Linked DNA regions of Mus musculus: region 1 is linked to region 2. The links are chromatin contacts, called in public HiChIP or PLAC-seq maps. All regions are on one chromosome and are shown on one strand. The core of a region is the stretch at or near the end of the contact, and the rest is flanking DNA. Distances in the headings are between cores, read along the strand shown.

The links. HiChIP or PLAC-seq counts read pairs in DNA pulled down with a chosen protein or histone mark.
Region 1: an H3K27ac HiChIP or PLAC-seq map of extraembryonic endoderm stem cells shows a contact between it and region 2. The contact joins the promoter of Flicr here to the enhancer-like site in region 2. A contact is called at or near these places in 1 of 39 promoter capture datasets (embryonic stem cells), 3 of 484 Hi-C or Micro-C datasets (embryonic fibroblasts, extraembryonic endoderm stem cells and gonadal supporting cells), 8 of 115 datasets of contacts at active chromatin or transcription factors (CD8 T cells, Th17 cells, embryonic stem cells and 4 more) and 3 of 9 other capture datasets (adipose tissue, liver and pancreatic islet).

What each region holds. Positions count from the first base shown.
Region 1 is chrX:7,572,209-7,574,908 of GRCm38.p6, reverse strand. It overlaps Flicr (Foxp3 regulating long intergenic noncoding RNA), which reads right to left and starts at 1,309. Exons shown (of 3, transcript NR_029473.1): 1 at 1,000-1,309. Ppp1r3f (protein phosphatase 1, regulatory subunit 3F) reads left to right here and starts at 628. Exons shown (of 4, transcript NM_138605.3): 1 at 628-1,661. The coding sequence starts at 661.
Region 2 is chrX:7,442,757-7,445,456 of GRCm38.p6, reverse strand. No RefSeq gene overlaps it. Among named protein-coding and RNA genes, the nearest start is that of 2010204K13Rik, 21 kb to the right of the region's middle. Within about 2 kb of position 1,391, at least 25 of the 459 cell types and tissues checked have an H3K27ac peak or open chromatin away from gene starts, as enhancers often do. A contact at or near this core is called in extraembryonic endoderm stem cells, where this site is marked.

The DNA.
Region 1 (2,700 bases), core at 60-2,559, 130 kb before region 2:
TCCATGTCTGCTCACACACAGCCTTCCCGTCTCTGTTCAGTCTCTGTATTGGCTAGATCTACCTTGTTACCACCTCTTGAAGCCATAGTGTGCGCTCACTAGACTCCTCCATTGGCTCATTGCAACTATTATCGTCATTCTGTCTCTACATCATTCGCGTGCAGTTCTCCATTGGCTGTTCATTTTATCTGTCTTACGTCTCACCGCCTACGCAACCTGCGGATCTCCCAGTTTTTGGACCTCTGGGTTCGCTCCCCGTTGCCCCCATTGCTTGTAGCCATTTCATCTTCCCGCCGCCTACCATGCCCTTCGTGCTCAGACTTTCCCACTAATTGTCATACTCCTGCTGCTACATCTTCGGGCCCGCATTAACCCTACTCAGGCCTCTCCATTGATTCCGTTATCATCCCGCCTTCCATCCCGCCCACGCGCGGGCGTCCTCATTGGTTGCTAGCTTCTCCTGCTTGTCAATCACCTGTACGTCACTCCCGCGTGGCTGTCCATTGGCTGTTGGCCGTACCTGTCTCTAGCTCACCGCCTACGCTCCACTGGAGCCCCACCCCCCTGTTCTGGCTTTCTCATTGGCTGCCCGCCTTTTCAGGCCCTGCCCCCGCCGGTCCCACCGCCGGTGCCGTCGGTGCCGCCGCCGCCGCCGCCGATATGGCGCGCACGGCCCCTGTGGAGCCACCGCTGCGGCATCCCGCGCCCCCGTCGCCGGCTGCGGGAGAGCCCCGCGCCTCGGCTGAGGCGGCGGTGGCCCCGCGGAGGGTGCTGTTCGCTGACGAGGCCCTGGGGCTGCCTCTGGCGCAGCTACGCCGCTACCGGCCGTGGGGCGGGCCCGGGGCGGGCAAGATGGCGGCGGCGACCGGGCAAGATGGCGGCGGTGGCGGGGCTGATGAGGAAGACGATGGCGAGGATGGGGATGAAGGGGAGGAGGAAGAGGAGGCTTTTCCCGATCCCTCTCCGCCGTGCCCCGTTCCCGCTGGCGGGGGGTTTTACCTGGTGCCCACATTTTCGTTGCCGCCCGCGCTGGGCCGTCTGGAGCGGTTGGGGCGCGTGATGGTGGAGTTGGAGGCGCTGCTGCCGCCTCCTGGAGCGGTTCCCGGGGGTTCCGGGGTGTGGGTGCCTGGGGGACGCCCGCCAGTGGTGCGCGGGTTGGTGCGCGTGCTGAACCGCTCCTTCGAGAAGGCGGTGCACGTGCGGGCCTCACACGACGGTTGGGCTACCTTCTGCGACCACCCAGCCCGCTATGTCCCACGCAGCCCGCCTGGGGCAGGAGTGGGAGGAACAGGAGCAGGAGATCCCCTCCTGGATCCCGGGCTAGGCCTGGGCCCTGGCCAGATGTCAGCCTCCTCACCCGACGACGGTGGCTGCACTGACCGCTTTGCCTTCCAGCTGCCCTTTGCTGAGGGCGCGAGCGATGGGGCGCGCCTCGACTTCGTGGTGCGCTATGAGACCCCCGAGGGCACTTTCTGGGCCAACAACCATGGCCGCAACTACACTGTCCTGCTCCGGATCGCACCCGCTCCCACACCCACTGATGCCGAAGGGCTGCCCCAGCAGCAGCAGCTGCAGCAGCTGGAGCCACAGCCTGAGTGCCAGGGTCCTGTGGAGGCTGAGGCCAGGCAGCTGAAGAGCTGCATGAAGCCGGTGAGGCGCAGGTAATGTCTGCCAGCGCCACCTCCACCAACACAGGGCTGGATGTAGAAGCCTCCCATCCCAGCACTTCCCCCTCCCCCAGGCCTGCTCTCCAGGACAGGCAGGAGGGTGCATTCGGTCAAAGAGTAGTGCAGGCCAAACATGTGCTAGGCACTGTTTTAAATTCTGGGGTATCATCCATTTATTGAGTTCCACTATAAGGCCCTGAACAAGACAGACACCTTCCCTGTCCCCAACCATCCCGCAAAGGCTCCTCTGGGAAACAGAATGCAAAAGCAAACAAGCAGATAAGATAAATAGGGCTAAGGTTAGTGCTGAGAGGAAAATACTGTAAGGCTCTGGAGGGAGTGGCTGCTGCAGACGTGTTGAGGGTGAGCTCTTGTGAAGAGTCCCAGACGGTGATAACGAAGAGTTATGGACGAGCGAGTTGGTAGAGTTTGGACCAGGTAGGACTCTTTCTGAGGAGGTGGCATTTAAACTTGAGTCCAGAGTGGTACGGAGCAGTGATGCACATACAGGGGAGGTAGATGTAGATAGTGGGGACAGCAAAGTCCTGAGGTGGTTCTGGGTTTCGTATGACTGTCAGCCAGTGTGCTGGAGTGGAGAGAACATGACGTGCGAAGGTGTGGACTAAGGGTCTCCCGGCGTGGGGAGTCAGTCTGATTCCTATCTGCCACAGCAGGAAGCCAGAGTTAGAGAAACTGGTTGAGGAAGTGGTGGTACTTGGCTTTTTAGTTTCAACCATTTCTGGCTTTGAAGTCTATGCATCCTTTTTTTTAAAAACTGTTCCTCTGGTAGTCTGAGGCCTCCAGTGGAGTTTAGGGAGCGAGGCTCTATTCTCACATAAAAACATTAGCCTTGGCAGAGGCGGAAACAGATGAGAAGCGGACTTGAAGGTCACATCGCTCTTCTTTTTTTTTTTTTTTGCACACCTCTTGTAAACTGACTGATATAATGCTTTTCTAGGTCTTTACCAGGGCTATACGTTTGTCAAGGGCTCCAGCTAGGCCTAATGCCCGGGGTCAGTTAGAGCCCCTATGA
Region 2 (2,700 bases), core at 142-2,641:
CATTTCCATTACTGCTTTATTCTTTTTTTTTTAACTGCTTTATTCTTATTAGTACCCTTTCCTATAGGTGAGGATTTTCTGCAGACATCAATTCTCTCTCAGATAATGCTGTGGACCTGGAGAATCTCATGGGTTAAGGGCTCCACTCACATTAACTGCCCTTTACTTCAGATGCCAAGAGCACATCCAGGCCTCTGGTACTTCTGACTAGCCTACCATAAATCAGGAGTTCCCGTGACCCCTTTCTTAGGTTCAGTTATTTGCTGGAATTGGAGCAGATGTTTGCAGGGGATCTCTTGGTTCTCAAGCACTTGAGCAATGAATTCACCCAGGATCCATGGAAGGCTTGAGCAAATGCTTACTTAGCAAAGTGCTAGGCACAGAGCTAAGCAAGGCAAACCATCGAAAAGGAGAGCCGAGGGAGCTTCCCTAAGGCACGACTGACAAGGTGGGCTTTGAATTGTGCATTATTGTTATTTAATCATTTTTACAGCCCAGTCATTATGCCCTTCCTGGTCTGCCCTCCAATAGTTCCTCATCCCACTTCTCCTCCCCTGTCTTCAAGAGGATGCCCCTAGTCCCCCGCCCCACCTGTCCTCCCCCCTCCCTGGGGCCTCAAGTCTTTCCAGGGTTAGGTACATCTCTCACTGAGGCCAGACCAGGCAGTCCTCTGCTGTATATGTGTTGGGGGCCTCATATCAGCTACGGTATGCTGCATAGTTAGCTCAGTGTCGGAGAGATCTCCGGGGTCCGGGTTAATTGAGACTGCTGGTCTTCCTATGGGGTCACCCTCCTCCTTCCTCCTCAGCTTTTTCCAGCCTTTCCCTAATTTCACCACAGGGGTCCCGGGCTTTTGTCCATTGGTTGGGTGTAAATATCTGCTTCTGGCTCTTTCAGCTGCTTGTTGGGGCTCTCAGAGGGCAGTCATGCTAGCTCCTGTCTGTAAGCACACCATAACATCAGTAATTGTGTCTGATGTATTGTGGATTTAAAAGAAGATTTTATGAATATATCAGGGTCCTTCAGGGCCTGAGCAGAGAACTCGGCAGGCAAGCTAGCCCCCAGTTAGTCCCGCTGCCAGCAGGAGCATGGGAGAAAACCAAGCTCGGCTGCCTGGTGCCTGGATCTGAGACAGCCTGAAATAGTCACTCATTAATCAGCCCCTCTCTCCCACCTACTGCTCTGGTGACTCTTAGCACTGTAGTCCACCTTATAAGTACATCTGCAGATCACATATTAACTTAGAGGTCCCTTGCCTTTCCAAACCTTTAAGAACAAGAATGTAACGAGTAGAGGCTTTTCTCAGAAGCTCTTCTTACTTACTGTTGGGTCTGTTGCAATTAGATGAAAGACTTGGTGAAAGGTCACCGATCTCTCTGTTCAGGCAGCTGGAGCCTGTCAAAATAAGCTTTGTTGTTTTCCCAGAGCCCCGGCCTTTCTCTTATCTGTTCACAGGGCTACCTCATACCCAGCTGCAAGCCCTTTTATTTCCAGTAATCGTCCCTAGTGTTGCTGAACTTGCTATTTCAGCCCTAAGATGTATATTTAACTTACATATTCACTTTTACAGCAACAGAGTGGCTAACAGAATTCAGGGAAACACTGTTTTACATTTACTATGTATGTATGTATGTATGTATGTATGTATGTATCTGTCTATGAGATGGGTTTTTAGCTAGACTAACATAGAACAAAACCACAAAATCCAACTAAAATTACAGATGAAGGAAAGGGGATGTTACAACTGATAGCACAGAAATTCAAGGGATCATTAGGAGTTAGTTATGCTGAAAACCTATTTGCTAACAAGCTAGCTTGGAAGAAATGTCTGAACACGTATGATTTACCAAATTAACCATCAAATCATTAAAAACAAAGAATCAGAAATAAAAAGTCCCCCAACAAAGAAAAGTCCAGAACATAGTTTCACTGCAGCAGTTTAGCGAACTTTTAAAGACCATTCCTTTTTCTTAATGTAGTCCATAAAACCAAGAGGAAAGGAAGCCTTCCAAAGCTGTTCTGAGACCAGCACGAGTCTGTAGTCAAAACCAGATAAGAATAAAACAACAAACGAGAAAGTTATAGACCCCGCTGGAGACATGGCTCAATGGTTAAGAGCACTGACTGCTCTTCCAGAGGTCCTGAGTTCAATTCCCAGCAACCACATGGCAGCTCACAACCATCTGTAATGGGATCTGATGCCCTCTTCTGCTGTGTCTGAAGAGAGCAACAGTGTACTTACATATAATAATAGATAAATCTTTTAAAAAAGAAAGTTATAGACCAGTATCTCTGATAAACATAGACACCAAACTTCAACAAAATACCAGAGAATCAAATTTAATTAGGATCTCAAGAAAGATCAAGTTGGCTTCATTCTGGTGATGCAACATCGACATATCCAAATCAATAAATCTAATACATTAAGTCAACAGAATTCAGGATTAAAATTATATGATAATCTCAATAGATGCCGAAAAAACATTCAGTAAAATATGCCATTCTGTATGATAGCCCTGAAAAAATTAGGCACAGAAAAATTGAACCTCAAGTTAGTAAAATGGAAGTACAAGGAACTCAAAGTCAACCTTCTGCTGAATAGGGAAAATGCAAAGTATTTCTTCTAAGATCAAGAACATGACGAACGTGTCTGTTCTCACTGACTTCCTTCAACATACTACCAGACGTTTTAATAAGAGC